Linked DNA regions of Zea mays: region 2 is linked to region 1. A link is a contact called in public Hi-C data. All regions are on one chromosome and are shown on one strand. The core of a region is the stretch at or near the end of the contact, and the rest is flanking DNA. Distances in the headings are between cores, read along the strand shown. Region 1 holds the start of LOC100382628. Region 2 holds the start of LOC100192867.

Region 1 (5,123 bases), core at 923-3,422:
CGAGTGAGCGATTGGCGCGCCAACCCAGCCGTCCTGCGCCCGGTGTACCTGTCCCGGCCACCCGGTCGCCACCCGCTAGCAGTAGGCATCAAGCCGAGGCGCCGAGCGACCCTAGGACCCTGCGTCCCTGGCACCTGGCTCCCTGCCCCTGCGTGGCTACATCACTCCACTTCGAGGTAGGAGCCGGCCACCGAGGCCCAAGCAGATCCTAGGCTGCTACTGCCATCCGCCCAGCCACCGGCGTCCAGTTCCAGCACTCTGGCGTCTAGGTCTAGATCCCAGGAAGATTGCTTGCTTCTGTAACAGTAATCAAATTTATTATGTCTTGTTTTTTTGTTATACCTTGTCATTGTCAACCATGTGTTTTATTTGTGTGAAGTGTAATTATACACGCGGGTATCCGATACCCGCCTGATACCCGATGGGTACGGGCACGAGTACAAAATCCTACCCGCGGGTATAATGGCGGGCCGATATGAGTAATGCCCGCGAGTATTGTCGCGGGCGGATATTTACCATACCCGATCCAAACCCGACCCATTGCCATCCCTAGTCAGTACCTTTCAAAAGGGAAAGAAAAGGAGAGTTTGAGACAATGTTGTCTGCTTTAGGGCTACTTTGGCAACCCCAAATCCCCTTCGGGATTGAAGAGGATTGAGGTGGAAATGAACTAATTTCCTCTCCAATTCCTTTCAATCCCGAAGAGGAATTGAGTTCCCAAACTAGCCTAAGTACGAAAAAATCGCCTCTTGTACCGGGTAAAAAAACTCCTCTTGCTGCTCAGAAGAAGGTGGAGTTTGGGGGCAACTCTGTCAAAAGATGGAAAACAATTGCGCTGGGCCAGGCCCGCGATGCTATCTCCTGGCGCCCACATGTTAGTAGCCTGGCTCCATCCCCTCCGACGCGGCGCTTCCTCCCCGTCTTTTTTGTATTTTAGTCCTTTGGGATTTTATTTTAACAAATACACCCTTTTCAGTTTTATTTCAAAAATGGACCCTCACCTCGGCGCCATCACTATTGGCGGCGAGCTACATGTTGGCACCAATTAGTTTGACGTGTATATTTAAGAGCTGACGCCTATGTGGATCTGATGTGGCAGCACCTCGACGCCGTGGATCTCGGCGTCGACCTCCATGTATATAAATATACCACTCCGGCCATCGGTTTTTGATTTTTGGATGATAGCAGTCATTTTATCAATGATTCTTCTTCATACTTAGTTTATTTGGTCAGCCACGTAGACATCTCCTACAAAGTGGTTGAAGGGGGTGTTTGGTTTGCCCCTGCTAAAATTTAGCCCCTATCACATCGAATGTTTGAACCTCCGTTCGGAGTATTAAATGTAGTCGGATTATAAAACTAATTTCTCAGCCGAAGATTAAAAAGTGAGACGAATCTAGTACAGTTGGTTGGGTCTATATTTCATACTCCTATTTGAAAGTCAAACGCTTGATGTGACCCAGGCTAAACTTTAGTCCACAGAACCAAACACCCCCGAAGTGTTTTTGTGAGCACCAAACGTCTTGTCGCGTGGGATGCACGTCATATTTCTCAGGTGTCATATTATGCTATGATCAGCAGTTAATGTCAGGCACCAAACCACTATCCCATCTTCAGTCATATCAAGCTACAGTATGCATCTTGGTGTTCTTGCAACAGCATGACATGCAAGGAATTATGAGCTTGGTTAAACTATTTCTGTTTCTGTATTCACTTTTAGTTGCAGGGCTATTGCAATCCGTTATTTAATTGGTGCATGATTCCCTTGTTTATTATAAAAGGATGTTTTTGGATTATGGATAACGAATTGCACGTTTGAGCCGAGTTATTTACACTCATCCTTGCAGGACTAGTCCAGCTGAATTTGTGGTCTCGCGAGTAGGTACTATGAATTTATGGTCGACGCCGAGATCCATGGCGTCTAGGTCGGCGCCGATATCCACGGCACCGAGGTGCTGCCACATCAGATCCACATAGGCGTGAGCTCTTAAATGTACACGCCAAATTAATTGGCGTCGACACGTTGTAGTTCGACGCCAATAGTGATGACGTCGAGATAAGGGTCCAATTTTTTGAAATGGAACTGAAAAATGCGTATTTGTAAAAATAAAACCTAAAAAGGGTAAAATGTAAAAAAGACGGGCTTCCTCCCGCGATTCGAATCGGAAGCCCTCGCATTCCGAAACCCACCCTCCGCCTCAAGAAGCCACCGCTCCGACGAGCCGTGGGTGGCAGAGGACGCGCAGAGCAAGGTCGGGGCGGGGGTCTCTGCACCGGCAATTTCTCGCGCTGCCGCCGCTGAATGCTATCGGAGTTTCGGGGGATATTTAATGCGGTCTCGTTGATTTTCTCGTAGCCTCACCGCTGCAGGCGGGCGCGCGGACAGCGTCCCGCCCTCCCCATGGAGCCCGACGCCGCCGGGTGCGACGTGTCCGCGGACGGCCTCATCGCCGAGCTGCTTGACATGGGCTTCGAGTTCGACGCCATCAGCGCGGCGGTCGGCGCGGTCGGCCCGCGCCGCGCAGAGGTGCTTGAGGTCCTGCTGGGCGGGTCGGACGCCCGAGCGGGGCAGGCGAGGCGGGGAGGGGGAGTGCCAGGCCGTCCCGCCTTGTCTACGGCGCAGCCACGGCCGGCTGGCAGGGGCATGAAATTGAGTAACCCTAGGGGGAGGCTTAGGCAGTCCAGCATCACGGACCACGTTGCCTCAGCTACTGGTGGCGGAAAGGAATCTGGTCGGGAAGCGAACATTTCGTTTCCTTGTTCATCGGCTCCTGGTGGTCCCAGGGTAATGCCAGTGGCTGTTGATTTTTGTTCCGAACCGGGTCCCCAATCTCAGTCTTTGGTTGAGAACTCGACAGTGGAGTCCGACCAAATGGACAGAATTAGTGCTGTTCTGCAAAAGCATTTTGGGTTTTCCTGCCTCAAAGCATTCCAAAAGGAAGTCTTGGATGCTTGGTCTGCTCACAGGGATTGTATTGTCCTAGCAGCCACAGGATCAGGTGTGTTTTCTGTAATGCTCTTCTCTATCTTCTCTAATTTATTGTTTTCCCCCACATGGATGGTAGTTTCGTCCTCCTTTTCTTACATGGATAACTCTGCTGGCAGGAAAGTCCCTCTGTTTTCAGATCCCAGCTCTATTAACAACAAAGGTTGTGGTGGTCATATCACCCTTGATAAGTCTAATGCATGATCAGTGCCTGAAGCTTGCAAATCACGGGGTATCCGCATGCTTCCTTGGGTCAGGGCAACCTGATAGCCGTGTTGAAGGTAAAGCGATGGCTGGCATGTATAAGATTGTTTATGTTTGCCCTGAGACAATATTAAGGTAATCATTCTCGCCTGTGGTATTCTAAAGTTTATTAACGTGTTGCTGGGCCTATCTTGGTGGTGATGTCTCTTCTTGCAGATTAATGGAACCGTTGAAGAAACTTGCAGAAAAGCCAGGGATTGCACTTTTTGCCATTGATGAGGTCCATTGTGTTTCTAAATGGGGCCACGATTTTCGACCTGACTATAGGTCTGCTCTTGTGTTTGATATCCTCTGTTAAAGGTGCAAGTTATTATTTACCATTGTTTTTTTGTCAACACCATTTTAATTTTCACATATAATGAAGTGAGATTTATTTAATTTGCACTCAAGAACCAACATTTGCTTGCTATTTTGTCACATCATCTTCCAACTCTTTAGTATCTATTAACGATTATATTCTATGCTTTATATTCTTACAACAGGAGATTATCTGCGTTGAGAGAAAATTTCAGTTCCAGCAAATTGAAGTTCTTGAAGCATGACATTCCGTTGATGGCATTGACAGCTACTGCAACTATTCCCGTACGAGAAGACATTACTAAGTCCTTGAAAATGTCAAAAGATACAGCGATTGTGCTAACCTCTTTTTTTCGGCCAAATCTCCGGTTCAGCGTGAGTTACTGCAATACTCCTGTACAAGTGTTCTGCTTGTTTTCCTTTCCTAGGTGATATTAATGCAGTGTGTAGAACACTGTACTGTGATATGCTGTGAAACTACATGCTTGATATACAATATGCATTGCCTAACTGAAGACTTGACTTCAACTTCAGACTCCTTAACCTTTATAAGGTCCATGCAAGAAAGTAAGATCGCTGTGATTATATATATATATATATATAATTTATGGTATGATTGTGATTAGACCTGTTATGTTGTATGCTGTAGAATATTGGCTTAAAAAGACGATATGTTCAGTAGATAAGTGTTGTGAAAATGCGTATATTGCATTGGATTTGTGTGGTCAAAGAAGGATCGAGTCCAAACCGATGATATACATGATAGGCTAGGAGTAGCACCAATTGAAGAAAAACTTATCCAACATTGGTTGAGATGGTTTGGACATGTCTAATGGAGATCTCTAGAGGTAGTGGGCTAAAGCGCGACAGTAAATGGGAAGAGATGCAATGAAGAACTACGTTGACATGGGAAGAGACAATAAAAAAAGACTTGAAATGATGAAATAACCCAAATATTTAGCCTTGAATAGGAGTGAATGGAAAACAACTATCCATGTGTCTGGACCTTGACTTCTGTCTTCTATTGGGATTCAACTCTCGCATATGGTTGTGATTGTTGAGCTATACGACCTTTTGTTTCATAACTTAAGCATTTATTTGAAGTTGTGGGTGCATCATTTTCTATGTATTATTAGAGACAAGAGGTCCATGATCCTCTCACAAAATGTGATACCTGCTTATTGTTTGTGCATCGCCTTGTTCTTAGTTCATATGCAGTTGAAGCTTGAGAGGTTTTTTAGAACTGCCTACTGATAAACAGTTATCTTATGCCACTATATGCTAATCTGTGCTGGTTACATGCTTGTCTCCCCTCCCAATTTGTCAGGTAAAGCACAGCAAAACTTCTGCCTCATCATATGGAAAGGACTTCCAAGAACTGATAGGGGCATATAAGGCTTCAAGGGAAGGACAGCAAATTCTTCATGGAATTGACACTGACTCCGAAAGCAGTTCATATGAATCTCTGAATGATAGTGCATCAGACGATGAAGATGCAAATGTTATTTCTGCAAACCACGGGGATAAGAATGTTGGAAAAACAAAAACTAGCATGACTTTGGTAGAAGAAAACATT
Region 2 (5,123 bases), core at 1,804-4,303, 630 kb before region 1:
ATCCTCTTAGTCTTTCTTTCTGAGGTTTGGCACTGAAGTCAGTTACTTTTCCTTTTTTAGAACGTGTTGTGACACCTTCCTGTATGTTGCTAGCTCTCTGAGGAGAACCATTCTTCGAATGACTTTTAGCTATTCTAGACTTCTCAGCTATCATATCTCTATTGAGCACAGATTGATGTTCAGAAGATAAACTTTTAGCAGGTGAACATTGTACCAGGGCATCCATTGCTTCAACAGCCATTTGAGTATCTGGACCAACATCATTCAAAACTACATCAGCCTTTTCCTGTTCTTCCAATGATTTGTCATTTGATAGATCATCTAAGACCTTCAAAAGGTTTTTCTTAGTCCTGTTTTCAGAAGGCCGCTTACTCTCTACATCACTTTTGAATAGTCTTGAATATGTTAAAGGAATAGTTTCCAACCTCCCAGGTAGTTTGGAATTTCTTTTGTTCAACGCTTCCCCTGTTTTATTTTCTCCCCGTGAAAGTTTTGGGGAAGATTTCTTTGCTCCTGTAAAATGACTCCTTGGTTTTCCTCTACCAATTGGTTTCAGCAACAAGATGTCTTTGTTTTTACTGAAAAAGTCACCTCCTCCCTCATCCTCAAGGCTATCCACAAATTTAAATATTTCTGCTTTCCCATTGGAACTTCTACCAAGGTCGACCTTCTCAGCCAACATTAAAGTTCCCCTCTTACTTGAAACACATGGCTTTGCTATTTCCAATTTATTTGGGGTCGTTTCTTGAGATGATAATCCACCATTGATTGAAATCAATCTGTCCACAACATCAAAAGCATTTGCTTGTGACAGATCACCAGGCTCTTGTGATCCCACATAGCTTAATCCAGCAATACATCTGCTGTTGTTTTCACCATCCTCCACTGTTGTGTCGGCAAAAAGTTTTTTAGCTGTTGAGCACTTGTCTCTGCTTTTTGCTCCGTCTTGATCATGGTTCTGTACATAACCATGGGAGTCGTTATCAACCCAACCAACGGAGGTGCTACACGAAGTAGATTCATCTACAATTTTCGGCAGGGGATGTATTGTGTTGACCCAGGCCTTCTGTTTCCATTGCTTCATACAGTTCACAGACAGAGAGTTCCGAGGTTCAGAAATTCCACATGTCCTTACTGATGCAACATGAACAGAAGGTAATTTCATCTGAAGGTGACCTAGATGTTGCACATATGTTGGCATTCGAAAAAAAAAATTAAGCTTCACTAAAAAACTAGATTAAATTAAATCTAATGAACTAAGCAATTTTTAGAAATAAGGGTAGTCTATATAAAAGAAAAATCAAGTGCAATTCTTCATTATGTTCAAACCAGAGATACAGAACACTTTTACTATTTGACAATGTCATTCCCCTTTACTTGTCTTTGTCTTCGACTAAGAATCAAAGCATTGATAACTAAAATTTTCCCCAAGATGAATATGTTAAGCTAAATCACCTCTTTACCAGGGAAAACAAAAATGTAATAAATTCTCAGCAAAAGCACCGGTACCTTTAAAAAAAGAAAGAGACTACACATGGTGATTTTCTGAGAAAATGTATTTCTGTTATCGGACAAAACTATAAAAGACAAGTTCTGAATTTAAAATAAGAAACAGAACAAGTGGTGTATGACCTATTTGTTGCCTCTCTCGAGTGAAAACTGATAAAACTACAGGGAATTCTGAAAGCAATTTATATTGTAAATTTTATAGAACGGTCCTAATGAATTGCTACATGACAAAAAGATAGCAATAGTAGCAGATTAGTAGCTGGTAACTGACCTGAACTTGTGTCACCCTCCTCATCTGTTGATGCATCAGAATCTACCGAATTATTGTTATCATCATGCTTCTTAATCCCACCATTTAACCCCTCGATGCTTCCTTCCATTCCCAACTTTGCATCCCTTTTATCCGTTCCTGACTTTGTGCCCCTCTCATCTTCTGACAAGCTCTCATTGTCACTTAGGACAACAGTGCCATCACTCAACTCATCGTCACCTATGTCTTCATCAGAGTCTTCAACCAACTGGGTCTTCCCCCACTCACCAAGATCATGCTCACCATCATCAGTTAATCCATCCTTGTCATCATCCTCCTCCTCAGATTCCTCAACCAACTGGGCCTCAACCATGTCTCCAACAAAGTTGTTCGCTCCATACACCTCGCATACTTCATCCAACTGGGTCTTAGTCCAATTGCCAGCATTATCATCCCCACCACCACCATCATTGCCCCGTTCCCCATCTTCCACCTGTTGTTGTGTCTTCACTTGGTCACTGTCATCGCCGCCATCCTCATTGCCACTGCCACCATCCTCGTCGCCACTCTCCAACTGTGTCTCCGTCCAATCGCCAGCCACACCCTCCTCCTCCACCTGGTCTACAAACTGGGTCTCAGCACCATCCAGAGGCTGTGTTTCGTCGTACAGCGCCCAATCATACGCCTCACTCTGTGTTCCGTCGTCATCACTCGAAGGAGAACCTGATGACCGCAATACACATCCACAAAAAAATAACACATTTACACCAATCGCTCACAGAACCAGAGCCAATAAACAATGCGCACTCACCTAACCGAGGTGTGGCGCCGTCCAGGAGTTGGGTATCCCCGCCACCGCCGTCATTGCCAGCCTCGCCGCGCATCGCAACACAGGTAGGGCCGGGCTTAGTGTGGCGGATGGGGATTCAACTGAACCCCCAGAAATCCTCGGAGGAAGACGAAAATGACTCAATCGAACCACAGATGTCTTCGCCCAACTGGATTGGGCGCAGCGCACCAATCCAAACGAATTGAGCGGAGAGAGAAAAGGGAAATCTCGGAACGAAACCGACTCTCCCCCGAGACAGTAGAGGGCGGGGAGGTGGAGTAGGAGGAGGGAGACGCCTCTCACCGAGAGGGGCGCACGGCCGGGAAAATCTCTGATCCGTTGTGCGCGAGAACGGCGGCGGCGATGCTGCGCGCGCGGAAGTCGTGGCGGCGGAAAAGAGGAAGCCAGGGGAGCGGGGAGCGCGCGCGGGGACAGGAAATGGGGCAGGAAAGCGCGCCTCGTCCTGTTGGAATTGGAACGGCTCGATTCAGGTTTAAAATAAAAGTTTGATGGGTGGTTTTCAGTTTATTTAGGGTTCGTTTGGATTCCATGGGCTAAATTTTAATCTCGGATGTTTAAATAATAATTAGAAATGGTAAATATAGTATAATTATAAAACTAACTATATAAACAAGTGCTAAACTGTAAGATGAGTCGGTTAAACCTAATTAATATATGATTTACTCATGTGATGATATAGTAAACATTTGCTAATCGTGTATTAATTAGACTTAATAAAATTTTCTCGTTGATTAATCTTTATCTATATAATTAGTTTTGTAATTCGACTATATTTAATACTTACCATCAAATAGTCTGTGCTAACGTTACGATCCGAAGAGGTGAGGGTCGATGACGGCGACGACGCGAGGGAAGAGGTTAACGACGACGATGCGAGTGCTGGGGAGGGAGGACGTGGGGCAAGGTGGCAGGGGTGGCGCGGTCGCGAGGGAAGGGGAGGAAGATAGATAAGGGATGATCCAAATAATATTGTCCATTGGATTTGAGTAAGTGAGAGAGGTTATCTAACGCTTTAAACCATTGTTTTTATGGTATGTTAAGTATGAGTGCAATTTATTTGGTGGTTTTAGTGGAGGTTATAGGTGTGGGATGATTTTTGTTGGGGGCCTTCGTCCTCCGAAGGTCCTCAGAAACGTAATTTAACAATGTCTTCCAAGCATGGCTTATGGACAGGTACCTTCGGACTTAGGATAAAAGCATACACGATGGGAAGAGCATGATCGTGATGAAGATTGTCGTTGCTCCGAAGCTGCGTGCAAAGGTGCTTCGGCTCAATCGCAGAAAAAGGAACCGACTTAAAGGGGAAAAGGTTATCTAGTCCTCATAGATTTATCTATAAGTCAATAATAAATGTAAAGGGCATGAATATAATTTCTCATAGACTGCGTCTTGTGCTTATAAATAGATGAACAGTACCCCCGTACTGTTCACGCTGCCTTATACTTGCTTTTGTGTCACGCTTGTACTTTTTGCCTTTTATCAAGTTGAAGGTACTTTTGTAGTTCAATATTGTCCCTGTCTTTCCATGATTATATAATAAGAATGAATTAATGATGTTATATGATTGTTTATGTTGTCTCTTATATGTCATATGCTTCTTCTTTTATTTAACATATACTGTGATGATGAAGGTACGTCCTTCATGACCTTCGTTTGAAGATCATTATATCCTAAGAGAAATAATGCTTCGAAGGACGAAGGGCATTAACATTTAATATTTTTGTGTTGCCTTGTTCTCAAGTCGAAGCATTTGAGAGCAAGTCCCCAACATTGGCGCCCACCTCCGGTGAACCCTTTTTTCGACCACCTTCGGCAAGCACTGACCTTCGTCATGCCGCCGAAGAAAGCTTCAGCGCCAGGGACTGCTGCACTGCAGCCACTGGACCCGAACCAGGAGACCCTCTCTCTCCGAGAGGCCCGAAGCCAGAAAAGGAAGGCCACCAATCCAACACTTCAGGAGGAGGAGTTGGACCAAGAAATCAGGGACATAGAAATAATCCATCAGCAAGTACAAAGGAAGAAGGAGAAGATGGCGCGACTCGCTGATCTTCAAAGGCAGATCGACGAAGCCACTGAAGAAGTACGTCATCTTGCTCAGGACGAACAAGATCGGAGGCCCCAACACAGGGAGCTTCGTTAAGAAGGCTTATTCAACGAAGATGGATGGTATGATGATTTTAATCATGATACCTTTACCTTTGATGATGCTTCTCCCTTGGCAGCAGAACTGCAGGCTATTCCATGGCCCACATCATACAAGTCACCTCAGCTCCCCATGTATGACGGCCACTCAGATCCGAAGCAGTTTTTGATGAGCTATGAAGCAACTATATCTTCGTATGGAGGCAATGCAGCTGTCATGGTCAAGTCCTTCGTCATGACAATTCGGAATGTGGCCCAAACATGGTATTCTTCTCTTCGGCCAGGGACTAATACTTCGTGGCAGAAGCTCAAGGATATGCTGGTGACAAGTTTCCAAGGCTTTCAGACGAAGCCAGTCACAGCTCAGGCCCT

What was found. Hi-C and Micro-C count contacts between places; a contact is called where the count stands out from the background.
Region 2: a Hi-C map of tassel shows a contact between it and region 1, with 4 times the contacts expected there. The contact joins the promoter of LOC100192867 here to the promoter of LOC100382628 in region 1. A contact is called at or near these places in 2 of 25 Hi-C or Micro-C datasets (ear and tassel).

The regions. Positions count from the first base shown.
Region 1 is chr8:130,896,239-130,901,361 of Zm-B73-REFERENCE-NAM-5.0, reverse strand. It overlaps LOC100382628, which reads left to right and starts at 2,172. Exons shown (of 16, transcript NM_001358392.1): 1 at 2,172-2,252; 2 at 2,357-2,999; 3 at 3,106-3,325; 4 at 3,407-3,517; 5 at 3,733-3,922; 6 at 4,875-5,123. The coding sequence starts at 2,402.
Region 2 is chr8:131,524,052-131,529,174 of Zm-B73-REFERENCE-NAM-5.0, reverse strand. LOC100192867 reads right to left here and starts at 3,053. Exons shown (of 8, transcript NM_001358391.1): 1 at 2,571-3,053; 2 at 1,781-2,482; 3 at 1-1,176. The coding sequence starts at 2,643.